2 separate regions of the Mus musculus genome follow, and region 1 is linked to region 2. The links are chromatin contacts, called in public promoter capture Hi-C maps. All regions are on one chromosome and are shown on one strand. The core of a region is the stretch at or near the end of the contact, and the rest is flanking DNA. Distances in the headings are between cores, read along the strand shown.

What was found. Promoter capture Hi-C pulls out the DNA fragments that hold promoters and counts their contacts.
Region 1: a promoter capture Hi-C map of hippocampal neurons shows a contact between it and region 2, with 2.1 times the contacts expected there. The contact joins two enhancer-like sites. A contact is called at or near these places in 3 of 39 promoter capture datasets (cranial neural crest, embryonic stem cells and hippocampal neurons) and 1 of 484 Hi-C or Micro-C datasets (reprogramming fibroblasts).

Annotation. Positions count from the first base shown.
Region 1 is chr12:29,026,920-29,031,191 of GRCm38.p6, reverse strand. The region is part of intron 1 of Gm31508 (predicted gene, 31508); the gene reads right to left. Among named protein-coding and RNA genes, the nearest start is that of Gm31333, 110 kb to the left of the region's middle. Within about 2 kb of position 1,916, at least 13 of the 459 cell types and tissues checked have an H3K27ac peak or open chromatin away from gene starts, as enhancers often do. A contact at or near this core is called in hippocampal neurons, where this site is marked.
Region 2 is chr12:28,682,845-28,686,650 of GRCm38.p6, reverse strand. No RefSeq gene overlaps it. Among named protein-coding and RNA genes, the nearest start is that of Mir6937, 5.4 kb to the right of the region's middle. Within about 2 kb of position 1,745, at least 10 of the 459 cell types and tissues checked have an H3K27ac peak or open chromatin away from gene starts, as enhancers often do. A contact at or near this core is called in hippocampal neurons, where this site is marked.

The sequences.
Region 1 (4,272 bases), core at 667-3,166, 340 kb before region 2:
AGACTGCTTTTCCAGGGTTTGTTTGACACAGCCTTACAGGCTCATGAGGACCAGCTGCTCTGCTCAGATGTCCTCTGATGGCTGAGAACTACCACACAGGAGATTTCTAAGCCAATGCCATCATTACTGATAATTACTGGTGTGTCTCATCGTAGCCACTGTTAGCTCAGAGTTCAAAGCTCGTTTTTGAATGCTTTACTTCTCTCTTTTGTATAGTGGTTTTATTTCCCATCATAGCTTCAGAGAAGAGGGATGAGAAGAGGCCAGCACGTCTCCAAATCACACTAAACAAGACCTAACCCAGAATCTCAGTGTGCTATGGGCATGAAGCTGGAGCCAGGTACCTAATGTGGGCATGTAACTATTATTGATACATATCAAAAGCACACACCTGCCCTTTCCTTGGTATTTTTATTATTCATATTGATGGGAGCAAGTATGATAACCCAACACATGCATTCAATCAGGGTTAAATCCATTTCCTTATACACTTTTAATTTTGACTAATATGTAACAGTCATACACATTTTGACATAAATTATGTCACCTCATGATCAGTTTGAATCTTCTGGTGTGTGCTGGCCCCAACTATAAGTATATCCTGACTTTACATATTCCTAACTATGTGGCATTACCATCCCAACATGGGAGTATAGAAAAACTGAGCTCAGCATGATATGGACCTTTTACCATAGCATACACACACACACACACACACACACACACACACACACCCACCACACAACTATCCCTGACACCATCAGATCAGCAGTCCAGGGCCATTCATATCATCCCACTGACCCCAAGAGACAAGCACAAGACCAACCCAAGCAGAAGTGCTATACAACTATAACAATTTAACAAAGCACATTGGCAAAAATATTTTTAAAAAAACCAAAAAACAAAAAAACATGGCAAATGTCAATGAGAGAAGAAAAAACATGCATTCACATCTGGCTGCCTCACACACTCCCTCTCTGATCTTGTGCTAAGGGTTGACACCTGCCGAGAAGGACAGGGTGGAAGCAGGTGTGTAGAGGTGATTGAGCCAGCTCCTGCATGTGCAAAGTGTGACCCTAGGGGTTGACACATGGCCTTCTTGTACTTTTGTTATTCCATGACAGGTTGCCTACCTCTCTCTTTGGGTATATTTCCACAGTTAACATACCAATGCCCAGTTAAGGACATCAGATATATACTTGAATATAGTGTGTGTGTGTGTGTGTGTGTGTGTGTGTGTGTGTGTGTGTGTGTGTGTGTGTTTGTGTGTGTGTGTGTGTAATTGCAGAATTATCTAAAGCTATATAAAAGGGAAGAAGACCAAACACAAAAACTGCATCCTCTAGAGCTGGTGGGGGAGGGCCATGTGCCCTACCCCTGGAAGCCAAGCTCCAAGCTTTGACCTGGCCACATGGACTGGATCTTCCTTTGTGACTCTCTGAAACCGTGGAGAGAAATGCTGGCATGTGTTGGGGCAGCAAGCGTCAGCATCCCTGGCGGACAGGTCCAGCTGTGTGGCCTCATATGCCCCACAGCATCTGCTGCTTCCACTCATCTCCTGTTGCTTTGTGGCTCCCCCACGTCATGCTAATGAGTTTCCTCTCCGCTTAATTCATACAGTGTTGATTTGTGCCTCTTGCAATCAAGACACTTTGTCCAGCAGACATTTAAAGAACCCACAGAAAAAAATGACGGGAGTCAGGCTACATCATTCTCGTGCTGTGTACCCACAGAGAAATCTTAGCCTCTCTGGATTTTAGATCTCCTGGCTGAAAAACAATGAATTATTAAGTTCTTTGTACTTTCCTACCATCTCCTAAATTATGGTATGGTGATGAAACTGACAGGTTGTGTGGTAAAAGCCCTAGAGACAGAATGTGAAGGAAAAGTATAAAACACTGAGTTCATGGTGCTCAGGATGGTGTGGGATGCACTGGGCCACATCCCAACACTGCAATCTATCCTGGTTCTCTTGGTGCTGTGTGGTACCCCAGCTGGCCTGGCATTCATTGCTGCCTGGAATGGCCTTGAACATGGAATCCTCTTCTTCAGCCTACAGAGGAGTCAGGATCACAGACCTGTGCTAGAAGGTTCAGATAGAACAATGATGTACGGGACTGTAGGTGTGGATGTGGGAGGGGTGGGGGGGTGAATGTAGGGTGTATGGATGTGTGAGTATGGATGTGGGGGTGTGGGTGGTGGGTCGAGTTGTACACAATGCACACATGGAGGTCAGTTCTAGTGTCCAGTGTGTGTACATCAGTTCTCAGGTTCCCCTATCTTCTGTTTGAGTCTGTGCCGCCTGTTAGTTCAGAACTTTGCCAGTCTAAGAGCTTTCAGGGCCTTACCTGTCTCTGCCTCCCTCGCTGTTGCTAAGGTTACAGGTATGCACTTCCATGCCCAGTTTTGCGTTTGTAAAACATGAGTACTGGAAATCTGAACTCAGGTCCTCATGGCTGTGAGACAAGGTCTTTATGACTAATCTCTCTCTGGTCCCCAGCCCTGATGTTTTTATTCTGCCTTACCAGAACCCATGAGGTGATCTGGGTTCCTTCCTAGGAGACGCTGCGTTTTTTTCCTCTGAAGTTGGGGGTGTAAATGAGGGAGGTGAATGTGAGCGTATCTCATTGTGCACAGGTATGAAATTCTCAAGAACAAAGAAAAATTACACTAGCAAATAGCTAGAGGGTAAAAAGGGGAACTTAAAAAAAAAAAAACAGAGCTTTTAATGTGACTGTACCTCCAACCTTGACTAAGGAACCAAGACACGACGAGGTTAATTCACTTGCCCAAGGTTGCCTGACTCCTGACTGGCAGATCGTCACTTGAGACCCAAATCTTCTGTCTGCAAATGCAGAGGCCTTTGTGACATCTGACTGTCCCTCAGCCAGGTCCTCTGCAGCAGAATCCAGTACATCTCTTCTCTTGCTGAAGGCTGCAGTCAGGCATGACTAGCCTCCATGCTCCATTCTGGTATTGTTCTTACAAGGCCTAGGGTCTCATTTGTTTTCATTGTTTTTCTTTCAAATCACAGTACAGTCCCTTTTGAACAATGCTCTGCTTAATCTACCTGGATTAAAAAGGAGCTAAAACCAATATTTCCTTTCTGATTTCATACAACCTATTTTATCCATTTTAACAAGAGATTAGGTCATAAAAAAAAGGCATGTAAATCCACAAAACAAACAATGTCGCTTTCCGTTGGACTCTAGACAAATAACCTGAAAATAATCCTGACAAGATTGTGTTTGCACAACCAAAAAAGCTCCAAGAAAGAAAGAAAGAAGGAAGCGACAGCCACGAGGCAGCCTCACTCCTGCTGCCTCTCATGTTGGGGCATCTAGGACTTCTCTTCCCAGGTCAAAGTTAAATGAATCCATCAGTGGAGCCTATAATTAGCATGAGTGGCTCATTCTGAGGTCTCCCCTGTGCCTGCTTGTGGCATCCTCAGCATGAATGGGTGCATTAGGAAGGCACACATTCACTGGGAGTGAACACTCGTGTGAGCAAGGAAGGTGACTGGTGTCACCATCTCTCTTGCAATGTAGCAAAGTGATTTTTCATGGGAGCATCTATGGGATGCTCTATGAGAGCACTCCTTCATGCAGATGTGCCTGGACTGCATGCATCGAGCAAGGATCATCCCAGTCAGAGAAGATCCAACCTCTGGATCCGCTCCAACTGGAGAAATCAGGAGGTCACTGGTGATAGAACCATGACATTCCGTATACTCGTAACCCAAATACAGAGAACTCACTTCTAAAGCAAAGCATAAACCGTCTGATTTGTAGCCCTCTAATAAGGAATGCAGCTATATACAAGAAAGGCACACATGCAGCCATGCAGGTGTTACATTTACATGATGAATAAGAGAATAATAGTTGTGGTAGTTTGAATATGCTTGGCCTAGGGAGTGGCTCTACTTGGAGGTGTGGCCTTGTTGGAGTAGGCGTGGCCTTGTTGGAGGAAGTGTGCCACTGTGGGCCTCCAGATGAAGATGCAGAGCTCTCAGCTCCTCCTGCATCATGTCTGCCTGGATGCTGCCATGTGATGATAATGGACTGAATTTCTTAACCTGTAAGCCAGCCCCAATTAAATGTTGTCCTTATAAGAGTTGCCTTTGTGATGGACCATGTAGAGACTGCCATATCCAGGGATCCACCCCATAATCAGCATCCAAACGCTGACACCATTGCATACACTAGCAAGATTTTATTGAAAGGACGCAGATGTAGCTGTCTCTTGTGAGACTATGCCAGGGCCCAGCAAACA
Region 2 (3,806 bases), core at 496-2,995:
GGGAGGGACGGGGTGGAAGACAAGCCCCTGAAAGCATCTCTGGCCCTGGCCCTGCGGGCACCCCTGTGCTCTTGGATGACAAGCCTCCTTTGTTCTCCTGGAGAAGCAATAATCAATTATGCCAGGGCGCCTGAGAGCCATCAGGATTAATGAACGACTGGCCAGGCTGAAAGATGTATAGACAGCAAGGCCAATCGCTGATTGCATCGATCTGTCTGCCAGACAGGTGTGTGGACTTTGGACAGGAGAGCTTTCTGTAACAGCTGACACAGACAAGCACATTTAACCCATTGAAGCATAATGACAAGGGACAGCAGTAAGTTGGGCATATAGCTCAGAGGCAGGTTACATTCCTAGAATGTTCAAGGCTATGGGTTCAGTCTCCATGCTGGAAACTATCAATGATCATTAATTCCCTAGTGTAGCTAGAGCCCATGTGATTAAATCACTCAGCAATACCACTAACTAGAGATCCTCCATACATGAGACTCTTGGCATAGAGCATATCCCAGACTTAATGGCTGATGGGAAGAGCTGGATTTATTGGCTGTGACCAACAACAGGGTTGTATTGCTACAGGTAAGCTGGTACCTACAGATGGGTTTCCCTTCAGGGATGGCACAGACCTAGACCTCTAGCGGACAGCTGTGCAGACTGCCCTTGACCTCACTGACCCATAAAGATTTCAGGGCATCCAGTGTCATCCACGTGTCAGTGATCAAGAGCCTCCAGCTCACACTCTGCTTACCATCAAAGCAGCAAGGCCACAGTGTCACACCACCTACCCACAGCTACAGTCAGAACGGGAAACCTACCTCAAAAAGAGCTCTGAGCTGAGATACCAATAGCTCAGGCTCTCCTCAGAGGGGAGAGACTAAACAAATCCCATAGCGTTAATGTTTTATTTCTTGTTGCTTGGGGAGTTTAGGGAATCACATTCTAAAATAAATACCCAATCCTGCGCCTCACTGAAAGATTTCAGAGCTCCTGAGCAGCCACAGCCAAAAGCATTAGGATTACATCAGTACTGTATGACCATCTTCAGGATGCTGGGGTGTGTGTATGTGTATTGTATAAGCCATAAAATTATTTGAGGTTTTTGAAAACTTTTACATAGTGTACTTTCCAAAGGAAAACAGTTTTCAGAAAAATGATTGTTCCAGCTCACACATCTGAACAGGAATCAAATTCATCACCCTCCACCCGCCCACTCATCAACTCACCCATCTTCCTATTCAACTCCATCCACCCACCCACTCATCAATACAACCCATCTTCCTACCCTCCCACTCATCAATCCAGTATATCCATCTATCCACCCACCACCATCCAGCCACTCCCACATCCACCCACCCACCTACCCCTTTATATGCCCACCTACTCCTGTGCCCCCCCCCCACATTCTTCACCTATTTATTCACAATTCTACCTCTGGAAAATGCTCAAAATCCTCACAGTGGCAAATTAAGGAAAATTCCTGTCATGAAACCCCCTACTTTCCACGTCCACCACGTGAGACTTACACTTTTATCACATTGTGTGATCAGCCCAGCACCAACCCACCCGAGGCCCCAGGACACCCTGCAGAGTCTTGGATCTTTGTAGCTCCTCCAGCCCAAAATAAGCAAAAGGCTCCACTTCAGATGCCAAAGCTCTATTAAGGAAGTAAGGAGCCTAATGGGTTCTACCCCAGCACCAAACCCGAGAGAGCAAGAGAAAAGCATGTGTCTGAAGCTGTGAGCCTCACTGTATAATCTGGGAACACACACCCACCATTATAAATGGCTTTCCTCCTCCAGACTTGGATGTAGTCTGTACAAATTGGGCCAGAGGCTCCTCCCAAGCCTACACATCCTCATTGGTTCTGATGGCCTACCCAACTGCCTTGTTTACTATCCCAGAGCCAGAGTGGTAGACTGCCTGCATTCCAGCTACTCAAGAGACAAGAGGCAGAGGAGTCACACAAGCCCAGGACTCCCAGACTTACTTTTAAAAACTTACTCTAGAGTCCAGTGTGGAGGCTCTTGCCTATAATCCTAGTATTCAGAAGGCAGAGGCAAGAGATCCTTTGCACTTGAAGCTAGCCTGGCCTACATTCTAGGCCAGCCAGAGCTATGTATTGAGACCCAACAGCAAAAAGATAACAGGGGCTCCCATCAAACCTAATGACCTAACTTCAATCACTCAGACTCACGGTAAGCAGGAATCAACTCCCTCAAGTTGTCCTCTGCCTTCCACTTGTGTACCATGGGACACATACACACACACACACAGTCTCAGAAAAACAAAAAGGACGAATATTCTGGGGAAGCTAAGAAACTGTGACCTCACTTAGGTATATTGACAGAGTTCTGTTACCGTCATTGGTAGTTTGAATAGGTTTGGCCCCCATAGACTCATGTGTTTGCTTGGCCCACAGGGAATGGCACTGACACTATTAGGGAGGTGTGGCCTTGTTGGAGGAAGTGTGTCACTATAGGAGGGTGGGCTTCAGGGTCTTATGCTCAAGCTTCGCCCAGTGTGGAAGAGCAGTCTGCTCTTGGCTGCCTTTGGATCAAGATGTAGAACGTTGCCTCCTCTAGCCCCACATCTGCCTGGATGCTGCTATGCTTCTCACCGTGATGACAATGAACCTCTGAAACTGTAAGTCAGTCCCAATTAAATATTTTCTAAGACTTGCCTTGGTCACGGTGTCTCTTCATAGCAATGGAAACCCTAAGACAACTTCCTCGGTCTTTCCTCAATCTGTGAGGTCATGGCTCACACCCAAGACCTGTCAGCATGTAGTACACGCTGGACAGCACAGTCAGCCTTCAACGGGAACAAGGCCATTCACAGTGGACAGTTAGAACAGGAGCCGAAAAGAATAAAAACAAAGCAAGCGGTGGTAAACATCTGTAAATACAACTCAGGAGGCAACGGCAGGAGGAAGCCAAGCCCAGCCCGCCTGGAGATAGAAAACTGGAACAGGGGCTAGTGCTGAAGCTTGGTTGGTGCAGAGCTTGCCCAGGACTGGGTTCCATCCCCAACGCTGTACAAACCACGTCTAGCGGCTGATACCTGCAACACCAGCACTCAGGAAGGACAATATAGATTAGGACTTGACGACCATTCTACCTTCTCAAAGTCATCCTCAATTTACTGGTGACTTTGAGACCAACCGGAGATACAAACAATAAAATGTGGCTGGAGGGACGGCTCTTGCTGCTCTTGCAGAGGACACTTAAGGGCTTGGCTCTGTCTGACCTCAGTGTTAAGTTCAAATCCCAACTTCCATATGACAGCTGACAATCATCTGTAACATAATTCCAGTCCAGGGTATCTGACACCCACTTCTGACTTCTGGTGGGGACACATACACATAGTGCACATACATACATGTAGGCAAAGCACCCAAACACAAAATGAACTTTCTAAAAAAAGTTAAACAGGCACGGTGTCACATATCTCAGCCCTCAGGAGAAGAAGCAGGAGGATCTCTGAATTCAAGGCCAGCCTGGTTTACACTCAGGAGGCAAAGGCAGGGGACTATCTGAGTTCAATACCAGCCTGATCTACATATCAAGTTCCAGGCCAGCCACTGCTACAGAGTAAGAGAGTCTTAAAAAACAATCAACCATAAATACTAGGTTGACAGCCAGGCGGTGGTGGCGCATGCCTTTAATCCCAGCACTCGGGAGGCAGAGGCAGGCAGATTTCTGAATTCGAAGCCAGCCTGGTCTACAAAGTGAGTTCCAGGACAGCCAGGGCTATACAAAGAAACCCTGTCTCGGAAAAAAAAACAAAAAACAAACAAACAAACAAAC